Linked DNA regions of Hordeum vulgare: region 1 is linked to region 2. Evidence: chromatin contacts called from public Hi-C data. All regions are on one chromosome and are shown on one strand. The core of a region is the stretch at or near the end of the contact, and the rest is flanking DNA. Distances in the headings are between cores, read along the strand shown. Region 1 holds the start of LOC123443570 (exocyst complex component SEC15B). Region 2 has its middle 120 kb from the start of LOC123443569.

Region 1 (4,453 bases), core at 770-3,269, 310 kb after region 2:
TAAGGTTTGTTGCAAAAAGGACCATTTAACTTTATCATACGCCTTTTCAAAATCCACCTTGAAGATAACCCCATCTAGTTTCTTCGAGTGAATTTCATGTAACGTCTCATGCAGGACGACCACCCCTTCTAGGATATTCCGCCCAGGCATGAACGCTATCTGCGTTGACTGGACCACCGAGTGAGCGACCTGAGCTAACCGATTAGTACCCACCTTTGTGAATATCTTGAAGCTAACATTAAGCAGACAAATGGGGCGAAATTGTTCGATACGTGTCGCCCCCTCTTTCTTTGGTGACAACGTAATGGTACCAAAGTTCAAATGAAAGAGTTTTAGTCGCCCGCAAAACAGGTCGTGAAACATTGGCATTAGGTCATCCTTGATGATATGCCAGCATTTCTTATAGAACTCAGCCGGAAAGCCATCTGGTCCAGGAGCCTTGCTATTTTTCATTTGTCCAATTGCCTCAAGCACCTCTTTCTTCGTGAAAGGAGCGGATGGTATCTCATTGTCAGCATCTCCGATTTGAGGAATATCCGCTACCATTTGCTCATCCATAGTGATAGAACTGTTAGCCGACGCTCCGAAGAGCTGTCTATAGTACGTTGAGATGTACAATTTTAAGTTTTCATGACCAACTATTGTACCCTCATCCTGTTCTAACTGAATGATCCTCTTCTTCCTATGCTTGCCATTCGCTATCAAATGGAAAAACTTCGTATTATTATCCCCATAGACAAACGTACGTACTTTAGCTCAAAGAGCCCACTTCATTTCCTCCTCTCGAAGGAGTACTCGAACTCTGTGTTCAGCTTCATCCTTGGATGCCCTTTCATTTGCATCTAACAAACCAGACTCAGCTTTTCGATCTAGATCGTCAATAAACTTTAGGAGTCTATCCTGCTCCTCTTTATAAATCCCAAATTGATTTTTTGCCCACCCTCGGAGGAACTGTCGAAGATGTCTAATTTTGTTTTGCCATCTTTCAACATTAGACATCCCTCCACCCTCGACCTTCCATTCCCGTGCTATCATATCCATGAAACCTTCTCTCAAGAACCAAGTGGATTCGAATGAGAAATTGTTTTTATTACCCGAGTGGATAGCATCCCCGGAATCCAGAAGTAATGGTGTATGATCCGAAAGAGCCCGATTAAGTGCACACACGAGACACTAACGGGAACTTCTGTTCCCACTCAGTACTAGTGAGCACCCTATCTAGCTTTTCGAACGTGTGTGCTTGTAAGGAATTAGCCCAGGTGTACTTTCTACCTAAAAATTCAATCTCCCTGAGATCCAGACTTTCAATAATAGTGTTAAACATAAATGGTCATCTGCCATCAAACTTATCATTGTTTTTTTCGTCAGAGCGTCTAATGATGTTAAAATCACCCCCAACCAATAGAGGTAACCTGTCATCACACATTCGGACCAAATCGGCCAGAAAATCCGGTTTCAGCTCTGACTGGGCAGCACCATACACCGCTACTAGAGCCCATTGAAAACCGTCAACTTTCGAGCGCAGCCTAAACTTCACCGCAAACTCACCCAACACCACATCGCGAACCTGAAGTGACCCGCACCGCACCCCAAGTAAGATCCCATCAGATCTTCCTCTTGGTGGAAGACAGTGCCAGTCAAAATCCACTCCTGCGGATAAGGTATTCAAGAACTGTGATGTAAAATTATCACGTCCAGTCTCGACGGAGCATATGTGGACCCACAATGAAAATCAAAGAGCACATGATTGAATGTGCATTTCAAATAAATTTAATGTAAACACTTCTTATATTCGGTATCAACATTTGTTTTATATACGACATTTAGTTTATGTGATCGACGTATACGGTATTGCATGGATTTGAGTGTGCGAAAATAAGATACATTGATAAACGAAAGGAAATATGAGGAAATGTATCGATGTGTCCACGGACATATCCGGATGGACCCGCGAGCGTTCGAGAGACCGGGTGCGGTGTAGAAGACATCCCGACTAGTCCACGCGCATACTTCTGTATTACTATTGCCACTCGACGCCAGCTGCCCCGACCACCCGCTGTTTCTTCTGGTAGCATACCAACAGTTCCTTTTCCCCTGTCCTGCCCAACTCGGCAACTCCCCTCTCCCACAACCCCACCTCCTCCAGATCTCGATGCGGCGCAAGCTCGCCGGCGACGCGCCAGCGTCAGCTTCGGCCGGCGGTAGCTCAGTCCCGTCCGAAGCAGACCTGGCGCAGCTCTCCACTGCCATCTCGGCGGGGGAGGACCTGGGCCCGTTTGTCCGGCGCGCGTTCGCCTGCGGCCGGCCGGAGCCGCTTCTATCCTCGCTCCGCGCCGTCGCGCGAGACCGCGAGTCCGAGATCGAGGAGCTCTGTCGCGCGCATTTCCACGACTTCATCCGCGCCGTCGACGACCTCCGCTCTCTCCTCGCCGACGCCGATGTGCTCAAGGGCTCCCTCTCCGCCTCCCACTCCGCTCTCCTGTCATCTGCCGCGCCGCTGCTAGCCTCGCTCGAGTCGTACCTTGCCGCGCGAGCTCTCGCCGGGAACCTCTCATCCGCTCTCGCCTCCTCCCACCGCTGCGTCCGCCTGCTCGCTCTCGCCGCTCGGGCTAACGACCACCTCCAGGCCGGCAACCACAGTCTCTACCTCGCCCTCCGCGCCGTCGATGCCATCGATCTCGACCTTGCCTCTGGCCCCGAGCCGCTTCCTCTTCCTGCCCTTCGCCGCATGCTGCTCAGCCTCGTTCCCGCGGCGCGCGTCCACGCTGAGCGCGAGATCTCCAGGGAGTTTGCCGACTGGATGGTCAGCATCCGGGCTGCTTCGCGTCACCTTGGACAGGTGGCCATTGGTCGCTCAGCCGCGGTCAGGCAGCGCCAGGAGGAGCTCCGCTCCAAGCACCGCCCGCTGGAGGAGTCCATCACCCTGGACGATGACGGAGCTGGTGACCTCGACGACTTTGCTGCAGCCACGGCTACGTCTGATGGGGCGGATGGTGCCGCGGCAGCCTCGTTTGACCTCACACAGCTCTACCGTGCCATGCACATACACCAGACACTGGCGCTTGGGGAGCGATTCAAGAAGTACTACCTGGAGAACAGGAAGCTGCAGCTAACATCTGACTTTGATGTGATTGCGGCAACACCATTTCTTGAGTCTCATCAGGTGTTCTTCGCGCAGATTGCTGGGTTTTTTATTGTCGAGGACCGTGTGTTTCGTACAGGGGGTGGGCTTACATCCCGGGTGGATGTAGATGCATTGTGGGAGGCTGCAGTGGGAAAAATGATCTCCGTGCTGGAAGATAATTTCTCTAGGATGCAGACAGCAAACCACCTGCTTCTCATAACTGATTATGCTGCCTTGCTTGCTGCCACAATGAGGAGATATAGTTATCCAGTTGGGATGCTACTCGACGTGCTGGCTAAGCATCGGGACAAGTACCATGACTTGCTACTTGCTGATTGCCGGAGACAGGTGGCAGAGGCACTGGCTGCAGATAAGTTTGATCAGATGCTCATGAGGAAGGAGTATGAGTATTCAATGAATGTGCTTGCTTTTGGGATTCAGAGCTCTGATATCACACCAGCATTCCCGTATGTCGCTCCGTTTTCATGCACTGTGCCAGATATCTGTCGTATTGTGCGGTCATTCATTGAGGACTCGGTGAGCTTCATGGCACATGGGGGTGGTGGTGACACATATGCTGCAGTGAAGAAGTACCTTGGTCGGATACTCTCAGAGGTTGTGAATGCTTCGATACAGAAGCTTGTGGATTCAGGCAGTGGTCTGAGTGTTTCTCAGGCAATGCAGGTTGCTGCAAACATGTCCATAATGGAGCGTGCATGTGAGTTTTTTACACACCACGCAGCGCAACTGTGTGGTGTGCCTCTACGTGCAGTAGAGCGTGGGCGACGTGACTTTCCACTTCGCAAATCTCGTGATGCTGCAGAGGCGCTTCTACTGCGGCTATTGTGTTCCAAGGTTGATGAATTCATGCGGCAATCTGATGGTGTCAACTGGATAGCTGATGACCCGCCTGCTGGGGGCAATGAGTATGCCAATGAGGTCACTATATATCTGGAGACTCTTACTTCAACTGCTCAACAGATCCTTCCTCTTCCAGTGCTCCGTCGTGTTCTTATTGCAGTTCTTGTGCATATCTCTGAGAGGATTATTGGTCTATTCTTGAATGACTCAGTCAAGCGGTTTAGTGCTAGTGCGGTTACCGGTATAGATACTGATCTTAAAATGTTTGAGTCATTCGCAGAGAACATATCGAGCTTGTTCCTGGACTCTAATCAGGATTCTGCAGCAAGTGAAATGAAGTCTGCACTGGTGGAGCCGAGGCAGTTGGTGAATCTTCTTATGAGCAACAGCCCAGAGAACTTCCTTAACCCAGTGATCCGTGAGAAGAGCTACAGTAAGCTTGATTACAAAAAAGTGGCAATTATCTCG
Region 2 (4,390 bases), core at 1,312-3,811:
TTCATATATTTAGAAGATGCTTATACTCAAGATTTAGAGTAAATCTCCCCCTTGATATGATATCCCCCTAAGAGGGACAAACTAACCTTAGGTTTTATCGTAGAAGACTTCAAGTAGGTGAAGTAGTGGTGGATGCTCAATGTTGTTTAAGATCATCTTGAGTTGGGAGCAATCCTTGTTGTTTCTTACTCTTCTCACTTACATGGGTTAGTCCCAATTCAAAAAGGAACAAACACAAAGATATCTATGTACATGGAGTGAAACACATGTGGGATTATGTCCAAAGATACATTAATTACCTAGTGTGTTGCTTACCTTTGAGGGAATGAGTGACTCCTTGAACTAATGCATATGGTTGAGGTTGATTGCATATGGTTCTTGCTAAAATGAATGGGAGTGAATTTCATTGGCGGAGTCACCCCTCAAGAACTTCCTAGTTTTTCCTCTTGCGGACCCACATCACTTTGATGGGAATCCTTGGAGTTGTGGTAGCACTAGATGAGGTAATACTAGAAGTGTCCTTGGGAAACCACTCAACCTTGGCTTGGGGCTCTTCTTCAAATGAGTCAATGTCCTCTTGAAGCTTTCCCTTGCCCTTGTGGTCTTGTGGTAGAAGGCCATCTTGTGAGCTTATTCCCTTGGGAAGAGTAGGATCATACTTCTCCTCTTGAGGATAAAGCTTGGGAATGGGATATGGACCTTCTTTCCAATAATCTCCGTTGACGTGGAAGTAGCCAACACCTTGCTTCTTCCGATGTCCTCCTTGCTTGTGCATAATTTTCTCCAATTGTTACTTCCACAAGACATTTGAAGACACATCTCTCTATAATCCCTTTCAATAAATCATTTCCTTGCTCAAGTGTAACTTGGATAAAAGAATGGTTAGTGGAATCAAGAGAGCTATGTGGCACCCCGCCTGATTACCACTGTAGCGAGACGGTCGCCACGCATACCAGCCTAGGAAATCCCTCTGGCATGCGCGTTTACAACAAATATCATGAACACATGCATTTCTATTAATGTATATATCAGTATTACAAGATATATCACCAGGGTGATGGCAACGGAAAAGCTCTATCTAAGGAAGCATGGTCCTCGTGCGGCTCCAATCTAGAGGGATCCGACTAGGTTACTCTTCTAGCCTGCGAACGCTCCGGCTCCTTGACAACGGACGACAGATCCTTATCTGAACCTGGACATGTTAAAGGCCGCTGAGTACTTTTGAATGTACTCGCAAGCAAACCAACTAACATATACACCAAGCAAAGCAATCCATGGCATTCAAGCATGCATTTGTTATTAGAGCTATATTAATTATCATGACATAGCGTACCTATCTAGCAATATTATTATCAAGGTATAACAGGATTATCCAGCAAGATAACTACTAAAGTAAATACGATAATGTAAACCATATTAAATAAATGATTTATACTCTGAATATTCTCATGATTCAGTCTGAATTTGATCCAAATCCAATCCAACTCATGTGGTCATCCGACCACTCATCTCATAGCCATCCCATGGCTAACATATCATCATTTGATGTCTGCACAAGGCGAGTTCTTTCATCATTATTATCGCTGATACGGTTGACCACCTAGTGAGGTCTAGACGGGCTGTCCAATACCGTGGACGCGACTATTCGAATAGATTTTTATACTCTGTAGAGGTTGCGCACTTTACCCACACCATGGAGCACCTGGCCTCGTGATTCTGTTGGTGTGGACCAGCATTGCTCCAACAAAACCTGCCTGACCCGTGACTCTCCCATCGCACCACCAACATTCATCCTCCCCCGGAGTCATGCTCTGGGTGGCTCCTGTGTCCTCATGACACTTGCCACCGTCGTGGACAAACTGAACTGTCCCAAAGAGGGACTCCCGGGTTAAACAATCAACTTGGCTCACAAGGTTATCGCCGCCTACCGGGCCAGGGTAGCGCACGCGCATAACCTTCCCTGTCTGGAGGTACCGGTGAAAGTGCACGCGATCAGCCCAAGTCAAGGCCGTCCTATACCGGCAAATGTGGCTGCGCGTATAAGCCCGGACAGGTGACTCTAGATCAACCGACTAGAATGCATTAAGTGAGCATGTGGTTTACACAATAACTGATGAGGGCAGCAACTAGGCACTTAAATTATTTACTATGAATTATTATATGGTGAGTAAATGAGAGTAACACAAGCAATAGGTGCAATCTAACAGAAGTTTAGTTATTTCTATCATGGCATAATCATTAATTAAACACACAAGAATAACATAGAGCAATGTTGTAGGACATATATCAGATGGTCGGCTTGCCTGGGTCGAAGAATACTCCGAGAAGAAGTGCGGAGAATCTGCGGAAAGGATCGCCGAAAACTGTTCTCTCTCGAAGAGGGCTGAATCGGGGTCTCGGGTGAAAAGATATCGCTGTCCGAAGTATAGGGACCAATCTGTAAATAAAGCATTCATAGACAGGCCGCTCGGGACTGAACCCAAAGCGCACTTGACTGAAATACGTTTTAGGTGGGTCCCACCGGTGCTTTCTCTCTCCTGCTTTCAAAAAAGCTGGTGGGCCAGTGAAGGGCCAGGCCCACATTATCTTCCTCCTCCTCCCTAGTCGTCCTCTGCCCGCCATGACAAAGTAGACAGGGGCGACGCCAGCAGCCGGCCTGGCCGACACCTTACTGCTTCCCAGGGCTGGCCGATGAGCGGAGGAGCTCCGCCAATTCCTGGCGAGCTCGCTGGTGGCCGCGGGGTCGGCTGGGGTGGCCCGTAGCACTAGCGTCGTGGCCCGGGCTTCTTGGCCAGAGACGGACGAAGATGGATGATGCCGGCGGGGCTTCCCTGCACAGACGCAACGGGGCACTGGCTTCACGAGCTCCTGGCGATGCAGAGGGTGCAGACGGAGAGGAGGGGAAGGACCACAGGCAGGGGATGGCCTAGGGAATCGAGCGGCGGCCTTAGGCCATGGAAAGGCAAGGGAAGCTCCCAGAGCTCGGAGAAGATGGCGGGGGTTGAGCTTCTAGTCAGGAGAGGAGTTCGAGGCACGCCTTAAATAGCGGAGGGATGGGATACGCGATGCATGACGGAGCTTCGAGGTGCGTGACGAGTTGACGGCGTTCCGATGGAGCATCTGCGCTGGCAGAGGCAGCCATGGGCTAGGAGACGAGGGGGAGAAGGCTCCAGGAGGCACACACGTGCGGTGGGGATTTAGTCAGCACTCGCAGACAAGCTGCGGCGATGGGAGGTGATCGAACGACGACTGTTTTGCCATAGTTCACGCAGGCTGCCGACTAGAGGTGAGGTCACCACCAACATCACGTGTCCTGGACAATGGATCATCCTAGAAACTTGTCAACGCGACATCTCACTACTCAAATAGGCCATAGCAGTAACTGGAACCATCTAGGTAGAGCTGAAACGAGAGAAACTTGTAGAAGAAGGTTCTGGCAGCAAGGTGTTTGTAGATATTTCTAGAGAGATCACTGAGCGATAGGAGCTGGAACTTGGCATGGAGCAATGATCTACCAAGGTAAGTACTTTGGTAAATTTTGGGACCATTCGGGTAAGAATTGAGGGTACTTGCTGAACAAACCACCATACCGGACAGAATTGCAAATAATGAAGCTGGGGAAGAATGGCTAAATGGACATGGCTCATACTTAGTGTAGGCTGATGGTTTGAACATATGAAGATACTGGAAAAGTTTCAGCTCATTTGAAAATGCCTACATGGTACTTCCTTCATAGCACTTCCAAATGGACAGAAAATTGAGAAAACTGTTGTGGAATAATGGATGGATGAATTTATCTGAGATTTGTTTTCCATGAGTGATTTATCAATGTTAATCACCATGAAAAACTTCAACTCAAATAGATCAAGGAATAGAGCACTTCCTTTGCAATTTGCCCAACTGGACATAAATTGCAACTTGATATTTTGCTCAAACTATGAACTATGGAACTTGGGTTCGTGGTGTAAGTGGTGAAGATATGGATAGGAGAAGATCCACAAATTATTTGGGATTTTTCCTGGCTACCAAAATGATAGCTCCTTTAGAAACTGCCCAAAATGCAATATTGGCATTAAATAGGAAAATGCACTTTCCCTTATTTAATTATGGCCAATATTTTTGTGGGAGCTTAATATGATCACAAAGAATATCTCCACAAGTTTTTATGAACTTTGGAGATGGATAGATATTTTCCTGGATTTAATTCCTTTAACCAGCAGAAAAATGAATTAATTATAAATGAAAAATATTGCAAATGACTTGGCAATATTTTTGCATATCCAGGGTTTATAGATAAAGGATGATCACTAGGAAAAGTTTGGGAGGCAAAAAAATCATAGGAAGCTGGGGTTCCTTCGAAACAGGAGAGATCAGGGTTTCCCTACCGGCA

The links. A called contact is a pair of places that touch in the nucleus more often than the background predicts.
Region 1: a contact with region 2 is called in a Hi-C map of seedling, with 2.1 times the contacts expected there. The contact joins the promoter of LOC123443570 here to the enhancer-like site in region 2. A contact is called at or near these places in 1 of 6 Hi-C or Micro-C datasets (seedling) and 1 of 1 datasets of contacts at active chromatin or transcription factors (embryo).

Annotation. Positions count from the first base shown.
Region 1 is chr3H:228,447,703-228,452,155 of MorexV3_pseudomolecules_assembly, forward strand. LOC123443570 (exocyst complex component SEC15B) reads left to right here and starts at 2,020. Exons shown (of 1, transcript XM_045119996.1): 1 at 2,020-4,453. The coding sequence starts at 2,153.
Region 2 is chr3H:228,136,295-228,140,684 of MorexV3_pseudomolecules_assembly, forward strand. No RefSeq gene overlaps it. Among protein-coding and RNA genes, the nearest start is that of LOC123443569, 120 kb to the left of the region's middle. Within about 2 kb of position 2,562, at least 3 of the 3 cell types and tissues checked have open chromatin away from gene starts, as enhancers often do. A contact at or near this core is called in seedling, where this site is marked.